5 separate regions of the Sus scrofa genome follow, and all the other regions are linked to region 5. A link is a contact called in public HiChIP or PLAC-seq data. All regions are on one chromosome and are shown on one strand. The core of a region is the stretch at or near the end of the contact, and the rest is flanking DNA. Distances in the headings are between cores, read along the strand shown.

Evidence for each region. HiChIP or PLAC-seq counts read pairs in DNA pulled down with a chosen protein or histone mark.
Region 1: a contact with region 5 is called in an H3K27ac HiChIP or PLAC-seq map of alveolar macrophages. The contact joins two enhancer-like sites. A contact is called at or near these places in 2 of 2 datasets of contacts at active chromatin or transcription factors (alveolar macrophages and skeletal muscle).
Region 2: an H3K27ac HiChIP or PLAC-seq map of skeletal muscle shows a contact between it and region 5. The contact joins two enhancer-like sites. A contact is called at or near these places in 2 of 47 Hi-C or Micro-C datasets (embryonic fibroblasts and skeletal muscle) and 2 of 2 datasets of contacts at active chromatin or transcription factors (alveolar macrophages and skeletal muscle).
Region 3: a contact with region 5 is called in an H3K27ac HiChIP or PLAC-seq map of skeletal muscle. The contact joins two enhancer-like sites. A contact is called at or near these places in 2 of 47 Hi-C or Micro-C datasets (liver and skeletal muscle) and 2 of 2 datasets of contacts at active chromatin or transcription factors (alveolar macrophages and skeletal muscle).
Region 4: a contact with region 5 is called in an H3K27ac HiChIP or PLAC-seq map of skeletal muscle. The contact joins two enhancer-like sites. A contact is called at or near these places in 1 of 47 Hi-C or Micro-C datasets (liver) and 1 of 2 datasets of contacts at active chromatin or transcription factors (skeletal muscle).

What each region holds. Positions count from the first base shown.
Region 1 is chr13:180,108,525-180,111,737 of Sscrofa11.1, forward strand. No RefSeq gene overlaps it. Among named protein-coding and RNA genes, the nearest start is that of NRIP1, 190 kb to the left of the region's middle. Within about 2 kb of position 1,922, at least 2 of the 83 cell types and tissues checked have an H3K27ac peak or open chromatin away from gene starts, as enhancers often do. A contact at or near this core is called in alveolar macrophages, where this site is marked.
Region 2 is chr13:180,163,292-180,166,796 of Sscrofa11.1, forward strand. No RefSeq gene overlaps it. Among named protein-coding and RNA genes, the nearest start is that of NRIP1, 250 kb to the left of the region's middle. Within about 2 kb of position 1,375, at least 2 of the 83 cell types and tissues checked have an H3K27ac peak or open chromatin away from gene starts, as enhancers often do. A contact at or near this core is called in skeletal muscle, where this site is marked.
Region 3 is chr13:180,208,406-180,211,698 of Sscrofa11.1, forward strand. No RefSeq gene overlaps it. Among named protein-coding and RNA genes, the nearest start is that of NRIP1, 290 kb to the left of the region's middle. Within about 2 kb of position 1,471, at least 3 of the 83 cell types and tissues checked have an H3K27ac peak or open chromatin away from gene starts, as enhancers often do. A contact at or near this core is called in skeletal muscle, where this site is marked.
Region 4 is chr13:179,840,652-179,843,900 of Sscrofa11.1, forward strand. All of the region lies in intron 2 of NRIP1 (nuclear receptor-interacting protein 1), which reads right to left. Among named protein-coding and RNA genes, the nearest start is that of NRIP1, 74 kb to the right of the region's middle. Within about 2 kb of position 1,605, at least 13 of the 83 cell types and tissues checked have an H3K27ac peak or open chromatin away from gene starts, as enhancers often do. A contact at or near this core is called in liver and skeletal muscle, where this site is marked.
Region 5 is chr13:179,978,875-179,982,443 of Sscrofa11.1, forward strand. No RefSeq gene overlaps it. Among named protein-coding and RNA genes, the nearest start is that of NRIP1, 64 kb to the left of the region's middle. Within about 2 kb of position 1,812, at least 33 of the 83 cell types and tissues checked have an H3K27ac peak or open chromatin away from gene starts, as enhancers often do. A contact at or near this core is called in alveolar macrophages, liver and skeletal muscle, where this site is marked.

The DNA.
Region 1 (3,213 bases), core at 672-3,171, 130 kb after region 5:
TTCTGTTGTACAGTAAAGTGGTTCAGCTTATACATCCATATATATATACTCATATATGGATGTGTAATGGAAAATCATATAAAAAGAGTATATATATGCATATATGTATGTATAGGTATATATAGATACGTGTACACATGTTTATATGATATATACATATTTCATGGGACATTGAATATCTCCGTGCTACACAGTAGCACCTCGTTGTTTATCCTCACCATATGTAATAGCTTATATCTGCTCACGCTAGTCTCCCACTCTTTCCCTTCCCCTTGGCAAACACAAGTCCATTCTTCTTGTCAATGAGTCTGTTTCCGTTTCATAGATAGGTTCATTTGTGTCATATTTCAGATTCCACATGTAAGTGATATCATATGGTATTTGTCTTTCTCTTTCTTTCTTTCTTTTTTTTTTTCCAGGGCCAAACCCACAGCATACAGAAGTTCCCGGGCTAGGGATTGAGTCAGAGCTACAGCTGCTGGCCTGCACCACACACACAGCAATGTGGGATCCGAGTCATGTCTGCAACCTACACCACTGCTCACGGCAATGCTGGATCCTTTAACCCAATGAGCAGGGCCAGGGATCCAACCTTGTGGATACTAGGCAGGTTCATTACCACTAAGCCACAATGGGAACTCCATGTCTTTCTCTTTCTGACTTACTTCACTCAGTATGATAATCTCTAGTTGCTAGAGAATTCTTTAATTATTGTTATCTTTATGAAATCATTAATTGTTTGACATCACGTATATTTGGCTGCTACTGACACTGGAGCAATCTTCTCAGTTGAGAGATTATGAAGGACAGGACCTTGTCATAAACACATCTGAGTGTCGAGTGCGTAGAACAGTGCTCTGCACTTGGTGGTAGCCAATCAATTTGTTAGGTTTCATTGCATTCAATTGAATTGACTGAATAATTCGTGCTTCTCCTACTAGTGTCATACAACACATTTGGCAATCTCCTTAACTCTGATCGTTGTTTTATATGATAAATTGCCCATATTGTTAGTATCTAAAATGCTTCGATCTTAAATTTCTTGAGAATTCTCAAATGCATACCATCTGGCTTCAGTGACTCATGGAAATTTAATGTCTTGAGTTGTATTCACCACCTGTTGTTTCTTTTTTTATATTTATGCTAGTGAATCACATTTGCTTTCAATGAAAGGTAACTCTTTAGTGAAAACTCTACATTTATCCTGTCAGGGGTGATCACCAATTGTGCAGTACAGAGAAACAATTCAACCTTCCTTGATCCTTAAGTATTCCTGTCCTCTCCAGGAAGTAGGTGATTGCATTTTGAGTTCTTCAGCAATCACCAGACAGGGATCACATTCCATCCTCAGACTGTTCTTGTAGAAAAGTGGTTTTTCTCTGCTAGATGTTATCTGAATTTGGTGATTTTCATATCCCTTGCGCTTCAACAGTATTCATATCTGCTCTTCTATGCCAATATTACTCTCTCTTCCATATGTTGTATTTCTTCTCATGTACATTTATGCTTTTAATGGTATCAGTGGTACGGGGTCTTCAAAAGTTCCCCTATACTTTTCTGTATCATGAATATACTATAGGACATATGAGGATGGGCTATAAATACTCCTTCCTATACCTATCAGATACTTTTAGTACCAACACAAATTGGCTAAAAGATAGAGTATATTAAGAAATACTGAGATACAGTTCTTGTTCCATGCCTTTATGATTTTCTTGGTTCTGCCTCCTTTGTGTTGGCTTCATCTTTAGGCTGGTTTCTTCATGGAGACAGCCATCAATAATAACCCAAGTTGCATGTTGCCTTGTCACATCCATTGAACAAATCTCCTAAGCTTTGCTCTCTCCTTGAACCACCCTTTAATAAGGGGAGAAGTTCTCTGGAACAACTGCATGAGCTCTACTTCATGAGTATTACCCAATGCAGGAAATTTGCACTGATTTGGGGAAGGAAACTGTGATGTCTCCTTCCTATGACCCAGTATGCCATGGTCTAAAATAGACTCCAGGAGGTCAATTGGGCAATTTCTCAATATCCTTAAGGTCAGAATAACCTTTAAATATATGGTAGCATCATTTTTACTCTACATATCATTTCTGTTTTCTCTGAGAAGTTTAAGGGCAGATTTTATCTCTTTTATCCCTTTCTTATTGATGCTAACCAGCTACTATATGAGGCTCCTCCCTGTAGGAAGCCAGTAAATGTTCACTATCTATATGTCATTCTGATTATATGGCCTTAGAATAAGGCTATTTCTAGGTTTATTTCATATAATTCTTGACTTAGGTTTTGCCTTCTGGGATCATACTAAGTCAGGACTAAGTGAACAGTCATCATTAAACACATATTAAATCCTACTGTATGCCAGTCATTTGGTGGGTGCTTAGAAGGGGTAGATAACCCAGAGTTTAACCCATGCACTATCTCTTTAAAATATTTCAAGGCAAAGATAAATGGAAGGTACCTATCTCCTGGGTCTGTGCCTCTCCTCCTACCACTTTCAGAATCCTCCTGACTCTCTGGTGCTCTTCCCAGGTTCCCAGTGGTCCTGTGCCTGTCCCCTCAGGTCTTTGGCTTTCTACGGCTGCAACTCATCAGCTCTGGGAGGCCTCTTCTATTTGCTCACCTAACCATTATGAGATGCCTGTGAGGATCCCAAGATGACTGTAGTATACACCTTGCCTTTGGGGTCCATAGTCTAGGGAAAGACTTACATGCCAATGGTAACATGATGTGTGCCAAGATAAAATAAGAGTTGGATCTAATCCAAGCTTTCAGAACAAGGAAGTCAAGGAAATCTTCCCTGAAACAGCAATCCCTATGAATTGAAAATAAAATAAAATAAAAGAAGTGTAAAAGTCAGCCAGGTGAAAAAGCATTGCATCAGAGGGAGCAGCATGGCCAGAGACCACGTGAAAGAACCTCTGTGTTAACATAATCGTCATATAAAGGTGTTTCTTTTTTTTATTTTCCCTGGATTTTTTTTCTTATGAGGAAATTTGAAGATTCACCCTCTTAACCACTTTCAAATAGACAATCCAGTATTATGAACTATAGTCACCATACTATATATTATTTCCCTGTGACTTATTTTCTAACTGGAAATTTGTTGCCTTAGACCCCCTTCACCTATCTTGCCAACCCCTCCAAACCTCATCTCTGATACCACCAATCAATCTCTTCACCATATCTATAAGGGCTTTCCCCCCCTCC
Region 2 (3,505 bases), core at 125-2,624, 180 kb after region 5:
AATGAAATTACAACAAATAGCATAAAGCTGTGAATAACCAGCATTCAGAAAGCACTGCAGACCAGCAGTGCACAGAAAGCAGTGTTCAGAAAGGCAGAGGAGGGCAGAAGAGGGAGAAAGTATTTAGGATTGGATGACCAGGGTAAGTCTTGTCAAAAGAGGTGGGCTTTGGTATGGGTCTTGAAGGACCAATGAGATTTAAACAGCAAGAAGGAAGGAGGAAGAGGAGTCCCTAACAATGAGAACAGAGTGAACTAAGGCAGAGAAAGAGTGTGAAAGTCCAAGGTGTGCTGGGGACTCTGAAGGGACTGGAGCAGAAAGTTCATGTAAGGCCTTAGTGTGAGATAGGTTTACACAGGCAGACTAAGGCCAGATTTTGACAGAGCCTGTATTTCAAGTTAAATAGTCCCAGTTACAGGCACCAAACCATCATTTTTTGGCTTCTCAGGAGGTCTGGGTGACCTTTGGACAGATTAATCTTATAATTATAGCCAGGCTACTCTGCAAGGAAAGGCTGGAGTCAGGGAGACCAGTTAGTAGAACTATGAAAGTCAGGAACAAAGAATTGTTGACCAGGAGGTAAGTTGGGGATGGTCTAGCAATGATTCGTGTTGGAAATGTTGAATTTGAGATGAATGTTGAAGTGGAAATATCCATTTGAAAATTGTTTTAAGGAGATCCTATTACGGTTCAGCAGGTTAAGAACCCGATATAATGTCCATGAGGATTCAGGTTTGATCCCTGGCCCCACTCAATGGGTTAAGGATCTGGCATTTCCATGAGCTGTGGTGTAGGTCACAGATGCAACTCGGATTCCATGTTGTGGTGTCTGTGGTGTAGGCTGGCTGCTGTAGCTCCGAAACAACCCCTAGCCTGGGAACGTCCACATGCCACATGTGTGGCTCTAAAAAGAAGAAAAAAAGAAAAGAAAAGAAAACTATTTTAAGATAAAGAATTTAAATTTAGGAGTCATTCCAATTAGGAAGGTTTGACTAAATTCCTCTGCTTCTTTAGAGGTCTGAAATGAAGCATTGAAGGTAATAACCAATCACATAGATGAGGCCTTTGAGGGAGAAAAAATATGAAGAACAAAAATTGGAAAAAAGAGGATAGAATTTTGGGGACCCCTATGTTCTCTTGGGAAGAGGCATATTAAAAGGAAATAAATCATTAGAAAAGTAGGTGGGCCAGAAGAATGCAGCCTTGTAGACACTAAGGGAGAGATTGATTAACCCAGCTACTGCTAATATCCACTTCTCAGAGATTAAGGTAGAACACTTGTTTAGTCATGATTTTTCACTACATAGTTCACACATCACTAGGAAATGCTTCATGTAACTGAATCTACTCTTTCTCTGCCAACAAGTATCAACATCCCCTGTGAACAGTTGTGGAGTGATTTACAATGTGAATAAGACCTAGAAAACTTGTTTTCCTTATGCTTGTGGAGACACTTCAGTCAAGACATTCAAAAGTATAACCACATGGCATGAAAAACTCTGCAGCCAAGTTTTTCTTCTCTTTCTTATTTCGCTAATTCCAGAAATTAGCTCTCAATCACAGAGAAGACTGTAAAACACAATCAGATTTTTTTTAATCGCTAACTCCAAAAACATTAAAAATTTGCTGAGGCAACTTGCTGTCAGTGTATTCCCAGATGTAGAGTTTGCTCCCAATAAGAGGGTAAGTCTGTTCAGCTCTGCAGAAAGAGACTGCTCTTGGCACACTAGGTTGATGCACCTGTGCATACTAGCACAGAGGGAAAAGTAGGAAAAGGAAGTAGATTTGGATTCTGCTGTACTGGAAACTGTACAATAGGATTACTGGGATTGGCCCCATTCCTTGGGCCCAGAATAGTAACCACTGTAATAAACAATCCCACTGCAGAGTGCAAGGTACAATACTAGCTAAGGGACAGTTGCTCCTTGGAATAATGTGTTCATCCCTTGGGTTAAAGGGAAGGGGAAAATCGCTGAGGTTAAGTGACCATCACCTCACCTTGATGACTTAGGAGACTAGAGGAGGGTTGTTACTGGGCATCTTTCCTGCTAAAGTTGCTGAATCCAGAGGAGAATTTAGGAGACTTGTTACATAACCAGTGCAGCCTCTCTGGGAGAATCCTGGACTGGTTCCTGTCCTAATCCTGCCCCTGGCTTTGCTGTGAGATCCTGAGCAAGTCGCTGGACCTATTTTGCCTTCCACTTTCTCAGGAAGGAAAGAGACCTGCCTAATACACAATAAAACACGGGAAGATTCTTCTAAAAAATGGGAAGCACTGTGGGAATGGGCAGTTATCAAAAGTGTTCCTGGGAGTTCCCTTTATGGCTCAGTGGTTAAAAAACATGACAAGGAACCATGAGGATGTGGGTTCAATCCCTGGCCTCGATCAGTGGGTTAAGGATCTGGCGTTGCTGTGAGCTGAGGTGTAGGTTGCAGACTGGGCTCATATCCCTCCTTGCTGTGGCTGTGATGTAGGCCATAGCTGTAGCTCCGTTTTGACCCCTAACCTGGGAATTTTCATATGCCTTGAGTATAGACCTAAAAAAAAAAAAAGACTTCCTGGATCTACGAGATGCATATTTATTTTCTTCTAGGTTTATTTCAGATTGATTATGAAGAATTTTTTAATTGAAAGACATCTTCAATTAGAAATTTGCCATTTTTAGAAAATGAAAGTAATTCCAAACTTAGATTCACACTGCAATCTGATTTCTTACCATGTGATTTCTCACCATATTCTCATAGTTTTCTATGTGGCCTTTTCCTGCTTTTCACATTTTTGTCTCCTTCCCCTTCCTTCCACCCTCTTTTTTCTCCCACTCTCCACCTCCCCTCCACCATTTTCTGCTATAGAATAATTTCTATTTTCAAACCAAATATATTATTACTTTTATTTGACACACACCTACAAACTCTTTGGGATAAATTCTGAAGAGCCGAAATTGTTGTGTAATTTTATGAAAGCCAGGTCCAGCGAAGACTGCTTTGGGTCAAGTGAGTATCATATAGGAATTGTCTGAGGTTAGTTTTAGGGCTGAAAACTGGTAGAAGAAGAATAACAATTTCCTCTAGATTTAGAAAGGACTTTTTAATTATCTAGCAGTTTCTAATAATGCTACTAATAGAGGATTGGAATGTTAGTTTGGAATATAATTGATAGTAGATATCAAAACCTCAAAAAATATGAATTAATCTGCTAACTACAGAATGCTTACCAGAATGAACAGAGGTTTGGAAACTGAAAAAAGTGTGTTCCCTAAGTAGCAGAACCTACATTCATGTAGAAAAATATGTTAGAGTTATAGTTGTATAATTTATTGAATATTAAACAAACTTTATGTTATGATTCCCCACTTTCCAAAGAGAAAATCCTAAAAGGTGGGAGGTTTTTTGGTCATGCCCATGGCATGAGGAAATTCCTGGGCCAGGGATCAAACCTGTGCCACAGCAGTGACCCAAACCACAGCAGTGACAATGTAGGATCCTTTACCTGCTGTGCCATGAG
Region 3 (3,293 bases), core at 221-2,720, 230 kb after region 5:
TAGGATTAAAATATTTGAAAATCACCGAATTGAGAACATCATTATGTTGTCGTGTTCAAGGACCAATGCCAAATGGAAAGTCAGAAACTAGAGCTGAAGAGCTATCCATCTTTCAAGTTGCTTGATGTTTTTGGAATCGGTGGAGAGTTCAACATCTGGCTTTCCCCCAGTTAAGTATCTCTCTTTTCTGTTTTGGAACTTAATGGATGAGCTAAATAGAAAGGAGAAAAATACAGAAAACCCCAAATAATAATTTAAAACATTATAAAATCTTCAAAAATCAAACTATTATGTCCACTATATATAATTTTTCAAAGCAGAAGTGATTCGGTAATATTTAAAGCCAGAAGGGAAGGGACCATAAACATAACTGAATACCTCCCCTCTTTATGGGGATTTATACATAAATCTGCCATAGGTAAAGCATCTTTCCAAGCTCATAAGGCTAGTTTGTCAGGGCCAAGACTAGAATTCCTCCTTTCTACACCTCTAGTCTTTCCAGCTTATGTTATTCTTATTAACAGACCTTTTTTACCTTATCTCTAAAATACGATTTGGGAGGCAGAGTGGTTTAGTGAGATGAATCTGGGTTTTTGAACTAGCGGTATTTGATTTTAAATCCTGGCTCCATCTCATTTTTTCCATCTAGAAAATAGGTATAATTACACCTCATTTCCAGACATGGTTTATGGATTAGCAATAAAGAGTGTACAGTGCCACGAATCTTAAGATACTCAGAAAATGGTAGCTGTTGTTGCCTTTCTATATCCTCAAGGCCTGGGTACTTAGTTTACACTCAATAAACATTTGCGAATAAACAGAACAAAAGAACAAAGGAATAAATGACAGAGCACATAAGAATGAATAAGTGAATGAATGGCAACAATAAAAATTGTCACTAAAAAATAAATGAAGAAACCTGTGAATATTTTCTTTGGCTTCTTTCAATCTATTAGGAATGCTTTGCTTCCTCTTTGATTTTACTCATTCATCAAATTTGTTCTTTTGGCCTCCATAGTACTTGGAAACATGACCCAGAAAATTGAAAATCAAAATGCACAAAATCACTCAAAAATGTATATCAACTCAGTGCAGCCTAAATTGGAAAATCTAATTGAACACCTATTCAAACAGAGTTTTGTAAACGTTACCTGCACTCACCAGCCCATCTCAAGCAGAAAACCTCTCCTAGGAACAGGCCAATTTAATTAAATTTACTAAGTGGTAGAGGACAACATGGCCTTGTGCCTAGGTATTCCTTTTTATTTTTTTAATTAATGTACACAAAATTACCCTCATACCATTTCAACAACCTGCTTAATCAGACTTGCCTGTAAAAGTTGGGAGTCTCCGATATTAACTTTGCTAAAGTGTCCTTAGGACCAGAAGAGCAAAGAGAGCATGGAGAGGTCGGCAGTTCCCTGTGGAAATACTGAAAGAAACACTATCCCTTCTGTTCCAAAGAAGCTGAACTTTCACCACGCAGAGGTCAGGATGAGGCAGCCGAGTGATCATAAACAATCGCTCTGCCCAGCTCTTCAGCCCATAAAGCATGGAGAGGACCTTGTATGTGAGGGATTTTTTTGACTTGAAATCAGTCTGGTCTGGAGACGGAAAATAAGTTAGATATTCTCTCTAATACTCTTTTAGTGCTCCAGGTTTTTTTTTGTTTGTTTGTTTTGTTTTTTAGAAAAGCAAAGGCATTGCAAGCAGGATGAAATGCCATCAAGCACATCTCTACAGAAATTTGTGTAAAAGATTTAAAAAACATTAGGGCTTTTCTGGCATGGAAGAAATACTTGTGCATTTAAAAAAAAAAAGTGGGAATGATTGGAGCAAATATAAAGCAAGGGGGAAATAATTCCATATTTCAGTCCATCACAACAAAGCCAGACTTGGCAGGATTTTTTTTTTTTTTTTTTGGTAAGCTTTTTAAAATTTTTTATTTTTTAATTTAATTAAATTATTATTACTATTATTATTTTAGGGCCGCACACATGGCATATGGAAGTTCCCAGACTAGGGTTCGAATCAGCTACAGCTGCTGGCTTACTCCAGAGCCACAATAACGCCAGATCCTTCCGAGCCATGTCTGCAGTCTACACCACAGCACACGGCAAAGCAAGATCCTTAACCCACTGAGCGAGGCCAGGGATCAAACCAAGTCCTCGTGGATGCTAGTCGGATTCATTATCGCCAAGCCACAAGAAGAACTCCCATCTCTCTCTCTCTTTTTTTTTTTCAATGTTATTGAGGCATAATTTGTAATCAAGAGAATATCCTTTTTAGGTGTACAGTTTAATGAGTTTTGAGAAACATGTACACTGAAGCAACTACCACCACAGAAAAAAAGATTTTTTAGAGCATTTTTTTCTACATGCTCCTATTTGGTCCTAGACAACCACCATTATAAATTGGTTTCCATTTTGTAGAATTTCATAAAATAAAATCATACAGTGCATATTCCTTTCTGTATGCTTCTTTTACTTAACACGTTTTTCATATTCACTCATATTGTAGCAAGTATCAGGGATTTGTTCCTTTTTGATTCTGGGAAGTATTCCTTTGTATGGACACACTACAGTGTGTTTGTTCATCTCTCCATAGACTTGGTTTTTAGTTTCTTACTATTATGAACTTAGATATTATGAACATTTATCACAAGTCTTCATGTAGACAAATACTATGTCCTTTCTCTTGGATAAATAACTAGGAATGGAATTGCAGAGTTGTATGATAATGGATGTTTAACCTTATTTAAAAAAAAAAAAAACTGCCAAATTGTTTTCCAAAGTGATTGTAAAATGTTACTTTTCCTGTAACAGTGATAACCATTCACTTGCTCCATGTCCTTGGCAACATTTGGCACTGCTCATTATTTCAATTTTAGCCATTCTAGTAGATGTGTAGTGATATTTTATTGTTGCTTTTAATTTGCATTTTCCTGATGACTAATGATGGGCATATTTTAATGTTCTTATTGGCCTTTCTTTGGTAGTTTTCAGTTCGAATCTTCTGCTTATTTAAAAATTGTCTTATTGGGTTATTCTTAATATTTTATGGATATAAATTATTTGTCAGAAATATGACTATTAATATTTACTTTCAATCTTTCTGCCTTTTAATTTCTAAATGACATCTTTCAAAGACCAGAAGTTTTTCACTGGATGGTCTAATTTATTGTTTTGTTCTTTTAAGACACGTTCTTTGTGTTCTAAGAATTTTTGCTTATCTACTGATAGAAAGATGTTGTCCTGTGTTTATTCTAGAAGTTTTGGCAAAAACAATAAGCA
Region 4 (3,249 bases), core at 355-2,854, 140 kb before region 5:
CATCCCCAAAATAGATTTGACATACAGACCTAAGCACAAGGTCAAGGTCACAGATCACTAAAAAAGATTACCAACAGAACTGATGAAACAGCTGGCATTAGATCAAAGCTCCTGGGGTTTTTAGTATACTTACTAGACACACTGCATTTACTCACAGGGTACACCCTGTTCTTAAAATGTTCCCCATCTTTGAGGACAAGATCTTCATGTACTTTTTTTTACAAAGTACGTTCTATTAAGAATGTTGCATTAGATCAAAGAGTAGGATAGAAAATCAGTGTATATATGTTTCAGAATCATGAGTTGTGTATGTCTGTAGGCCTGCATATTTATTTATTCATTTGTTCTAACTGATCCTTGCCAAGTGACAATTCTGAAATCAATTTAACTTGCAGGTTCCTGACTCAACCATGCTCCCCAACACTTCCAAGCCTTTGTACCACTTAAAATAGGAATTGTCTATTTTTTAGTATCTTGGGTCACTTCTTCCCAAATCCATAGATTTAAGTGCTAAAAATAGGTTGAATCAGAAAAATTTTACAATGCATCCTAATCTTCTGCAATAATTTTCAAAGTATACATATAGGAAGAAACTCTGCTTATCAATAAGAGCAACAAAGTGATTCTTAATGGAGTTTATTATTCAACAGTGTAATTATCTAACAAAACCATGCCTTTTGTTTCAGCTGTTCAAACAATATATTGAATTTATCTTAAATTACGTTTATAAAGTCAAGAGTTATGTGGTGAATGTCCTTACTGAAGCATTCTGACCAAGAAATTATTTTTAAGGATACATAAAATACTGTTGGGGTAAATGTGTAATATAAAAGCTTTCCTTGTTAAATCAAGCATCACACCTGCTGTAGCTTTATATAATTTTCAAATTATGATACATGTATATGCACCCATTATCAGTTTTTCATTTTGCAAAATTATTTTTGATCACTTAAATAGGTTTGAATGAAATACCAGAATTGTCCTATCCTAGAATGTCCACTAATTTCTCAATTACCAAGGAAAAGGGAAAAACAAATAAATTAAGTATCAGTGAAAACTGAACTTCCACAATTCTCTGGTGGTCTGGTGGGTTAAGGATCTGGCATCAGTGCTGTGGCTTGGGTCAGTGCTGTGGCTTGGGTCAGTGCTGTGGTGGGACTTAGATCCCTGGCCTGGGAAACTTGCACATGCTGTGGGCGTGCCTCCCCCTCCCCCAGCCAAAAAAAAAAGGGGGAAGAAAAGGAACTTTTTTTACCAGGCAGAAGCAGACCATGAGTATAACAAAATTATCAGTAATGGGCATCAATTCATACATCAAACTTTGATCACAAAACCTATAGATATATTTTCTATTTTAAACAGAATTACTTATAAAATATATTTTATATACAAAGTCTATTTAGAGGAATCATTTATCACTTAATTAATAATTATGTTCTTTAGGTGCTGCCTAGGTAAAAGTGCTGCCTTGCTTTGTGAACTCTGACTTGACTTGCCAAAAATGGTAAAATTATCATGACATCATGCTTCCTGGAACAGCCCAGAACACAAAGCTTTCTAGATTGAGGATTTTAGTCAGTCTGTGGCAGAGAATATCACTTACAGACCCTATCCATGGACAGAGAGAAGAGTGGTCACAGTGTAAAGGGAAGAAGCCAAGGAACCCCATTGGTTCCCACCCCAAGGGATTAATGAGCAAAACAATAAGAAAATGCACACTGTACCTGAAGAATTTCTATGTCTTCAAATAGTAACATGTAACATTAAAATACATTTTTCAACTAGGGAGATGAAGCTACTGGCACACCACTGGTAGGCTACTCACTTTAAATGGTTTCATTTTGACTGTGAAACTGCCACCCATACCTCTCTATAACGTCTCCTTTGCTCATCAGTATACACGGCAAATGTCTGAAGTAAAAACCTCAGGAACTGTAGCCAGTAACTGCCCATCTGAGACAGGCTGTGCTGCTGTCCAGGTCTCGGGCATACTCAGTCCAGGAGCAGGGAGAGTCCGCGTGATTTGCCTCGGCACCTGATACTCAGATACAGATTGGGCTGCGGGGTAGAAAGGAGGCTTTAGAAGAGGCTCTATGGGCTGGAGAAGAAGCAGGAAGAACAGTGCTGGTAACATAGGTCAGTGTCTTTCTGACTTCACTTTACTGGACTAAAAATGCTTCCGGGTAATTTTTACTTTGGCAACTGAGATCATTAGAAACAACTACTACTACCTACTATGAACGTTATTTAATAAAATTAAAACATTTTAACATCAAAAATTTAAATACTTTAGCTTTGTGAGAATCTCCGTTATATACATCATTCCTTCTCTCCTTCTCTCTCCCTTTCTCTCTTTCTCTCCTTTTCTCTCCCTTCTCTCTCCCTTCTTCTCTTCCTTTCTTTCTTTCTGTTTTTCTTTCTTTCTTTCTTTCTTTCTTTCTTTCTTTCTTTCTTTCTTTCTTTCTTTCTTTCTTCCTTCCTTCCTTCCTTCCTTTCTTTCCTTTCTTTCTCTTTTCCTTCCCTTTCCTCTTTCCTTTCCTTTTTAGATAAAAAAGATATAGGGACTGGCACATATATGCCATACCTCTCTGTTTGTTCAATTCCACCATCACTTAAGTTCTTATATCAATATTTACTCTATATTTTGCTTTATTATTTTGGTACTTACTGTGCTTTCAATTATAGCATTTATATAAAATGAATAATGTGTTTTATATTTAAATCCTTGCCATTACACATGAGGATATGACTAAGACATAACCATGGGAAAAATAATGTGACGTAGAATAAAAAGAATAAAAAGTTCTTGACAGAACTTTCTGCTCAGTGTCCTTCTCCCCTTTCACCCACACAATCCTTACCATCATCATCACTTGATAAAATATATCAGAGTTAAAAATGCATCATATAACAATGCTCCATTTGCTGATAATCAAGCTCAAGGAATAAAATCTTTTACAGTCTGTAAGTCTCAGCTGAGGACTCACCCCTTCCCTCCTTGGGCAGCCTTCCCTGAACTATGCAGGCTGGGGACCTGCAGGACTCCCCAGCACTACTCAGTACATCTTTCAATCATCTCATTACAAAACTGCATTTTGCGCCGTTTATGCGTGGCCCTCAACTAGAGTGTAAAGCTCTTCTGGGCAAGGAGTCCACCTCTGTTGTCTTATATCCCAGCACCTGGCAGGGATCACATTCCCAGTAAAACATGCAACAAGTCAAACACTTAGAGGTTCAGACAATGAGGGG
Region 5 (3,569 bases), core at 562-3,061:
CAGAAACTGATGATAATAAAACAGAGAAACAGGAGTTCCCGTCGTGGCACAGCAGAAACAAATCTGACTAGGAACCATGAGTTTGTGGGTTCAATTCCTGGCCTCACTCAGTGGGTTAAGGATCTGGCATTGCTGTGAGCTGTGGTGTAGGTCACAGATACAGCTTGGATCTGGCATTGCTGTGGCTCTGGCATAGGCTGGCAGCTGTAGCTCCAATTAGACTCCATATGCCTCAAGTGTGACCCTGAAAAGACAAAAGACCAAAAAAAAAAAAAAACCCAAAACAGAGAAATGTATAAGGAGAGATAGCTTGGCAAACCACATATAAAATGATATTCAAATATAAATGTATTCGATTTGCTACAAATATGGAAGAGACATGCTTATCAAGAGAGAATAAAAAGACAATATCTGTTATTAGGAAGTAAGTTCTTGGTGCTAGCAGGTTATATCAAACAATCCTTTAATGTCTACAAGAAGCGATTTTATCTATCTATCTATTTATCTATCTATCCATCTATCCATCCAAATGGAACATATGAAGTAAAATGATCAAAGGAAGAGGGTAGTGAGAAGACACAAGATGCGGTTAGATCAGAGGGTATAAAAGAAGAGAGAAAAATGACCAGTAAGGCATTTAAAAAATTAGGATGAAAGAGTTTGCAGCTGAGCAAGAGGATCTTACATATGATCTATCAGATAAGTTTAAAAAAAATCATATGGCCTCAGAGAAGTCTGGCACACATAAACCGACAGGTGAAAAAGATAAGTTTGGCAGAAGAGGTATTCTGGGGAGATGAGTCTATGATTATCCAAAAAAAAAATAAAGGATCACCTGTAAACCATAAAACAAACTTAATAGAGTTAAGTTCTTATTTTTCACTGAAACAACACAGTGCATTATTTGGACAATATCACCTCTGAGATAATACGATTTGGTCATTAAAATGACTGAAATAAACATACATGGAACCACTAATTCATGTGTCTGGACTGCATTAATGATCAAATTGAGAAACAGTTCACATAATCCAGTTATTTGTGTGGCTATCACTCAACAAATATTAATTGGCTGCTCTTTGTAATACATTACAGCAAATAGTTACTATACAAAATGCCAATTGAACACAGAGTGCTTTTTCTTGTTTATTCTATAAAAAATCCTTCAGAAGAGTTGAAAAGAAGACAAATCAGATTCAGAAAATGTCATGACTGAAAAAGCAGCTTTAATTAGGAACTGGAAATAGAAATCGAAAAACAACCAAGAGCCAGTGAGGTGTTTTATTTGGGAGCTTTCTTATTTATCAGTGTTCTTTACTGATACATGGATGTTAGATGTGGGCAAAGTGAAAGACAGATGATAAATTTCCATTTAATATGAATTGTTATGGAACTTGTCTTGCAGACAGAAGCAATGTGGAGAACAGAGGTGAACACAGATATGGTTTTATTAGATATATGTATTCATTCAACAAATATTTTTTTGAGGTCATGTTATTTTGCAAGCGCTATCTAGGCACTGGGGTTCTAACACGAATTAAGCATGGCCCCTGCCATTGGTGAAGCAACCAACATGAAAAAGCTAATTTGGAAGGGGTGGTGGTGAAGGGTCTCTAAAGTAGATGAGGTGAGAGTCAGACTAAATGAGGAAAGAGGCTCAGAAGCCAAGGAGAGAGAGTTGTGTAATTGGTTATCAGCAGTGTCAAATTCTGTACATAAGTCAAGGAGCATCAAGATGGAGAAATGCCATCTGGTTTTGGCAGTGAGCGTGTTACTGGAGACCTTGGCAAGGCTAGCTTCTGGGAAGTGGCGTGGGTTAGGGCTGGTCTGGATCAGGTTCAGGAGTATTTTCACTGAGGAACTGAATGCATCTGGTGCACTCTAGGAGTTGGGAGAGGTAGGGGAGGGAAACAGTTGTTAGAGGGTGTATTTCTTGAGGCCCTGGGATATCTGAGACAGCAAAAACCCCCACCCACAGGCTTTTAAGTTCTATTTTGTGAAAACCCTAGCTTTCACCAGCAATAAGGAAAGGGCATTTACATCTTCAAGTAGCCTTTGTTGAGCTTGTTTGTTCTCTCCGGGGCAGTGAGTCACTCTGGAACACTGACCCTGCCATTGAAGTCAGCAGATTCTATTTGGAGAGCATTGGCGATTGTGGGGGAAGTTGTTTAAAAAGTTGACAAAAACATTTACTCTCCCTGATACGCTAAACACCTGCGTGTATTAGTTTTGGCAACTGAATATCAGCTTGGGAGCACGCGAATGCTGTTCGAGTCAAAGCAAAGGGAAGTCTCGTCTTCTGAAGGAGCTAAATGTACATGACACAGGAAGGAGTTATAATACTTTCTATTTTGGTTGTCTCTCATTTGAAAAGAATTTTAAAGAGAAAAGTGGTTCTGCAAATGCCAACTTCAATTAAAATGCTAAATACTAGTTGCAGTTTCCCCACCTCTGCCAAAGGGAATATGTCCAATGTGACCAGCCACCTGTTTCCCTTTATAAGAGCTCAAGACTGCTGCTTCATCCAGCACACTGGACTGACACTAAATATCAGTGTGATGATGAATCAAAAGTCAACAGCAGCAGAGTTTTATTTACCCAGAAGTGACCTTTAGTAAGGTCATCTCTTTTTGAGAGGACATTGCAGTCATTAAAGTTGAAACCCTTATGCAGAGGCTCCTTAAGCCTATTTAAGGCATGAGATGTAGGGCATCATGATCTTCAGTGTTTCCAATTTGATCAAATATACATATATCTGTATATGTATACATACGCCAACATGTCGGCGGAAGATGTTTGAGCAGAGAGTAATGGCACATGGTTTGTGATGGCTTAACTAGACACAGTGAAGGTCATAGAACTAGAAATTTAAGAATCAATTACGAAACAGGCTAAAGTTGCAGTCAAGAGAGTGGGTTTGGAATCAGTAAGACGTGGGTTTTAATGACAGCTGTGTCATTTATTAGCTGTGTGGCATCAGTGGCCTAATTTGTTTTTGACCACGCCTATAGCATGTGGAAGTTCCCGGACCAGAGACTGAACCCCGGGCCACAGCAGCAACCTGAGTTGAGCCACCAGGGAACTTCTGACCTAAATTTTTAAGCCTCTGTTTCCTCATCTATAAAATGCAAATAATACCAGTATGCCTAATGTATGCTGTTCTTTTAAGAATGAAGTGACACGGTTCATGCAGCTTAATCCAAGACCAGGCATATATAGTAAATGCTTCATAAGTAATGGCCATTATTTCCCTCAATAATTCCTTGTTGATCAGGAAAATAGAAACCATTAGCGTTCTTTATAAGAGTTAATATAAAAATGAATGTATGAAACAACTTGTAAAAATTCTAGTTTTGGAAAACAATCGAAATATGTCTAAGAAAAACTATAAGCATGATAAATCCAATCTAAGAAGACTGAAATGAGAACATTTTAATCACCAAACAGAACCCAGAAAAAGAACCGAAGGGTTTTAAAAGTTATATCCACTCCTAAAATTTAATAAGATTCTGATTTTGCTAATGTTAAAAAACCTCATTTCTACTAAATGTAAAAATTAGAAATTAGCT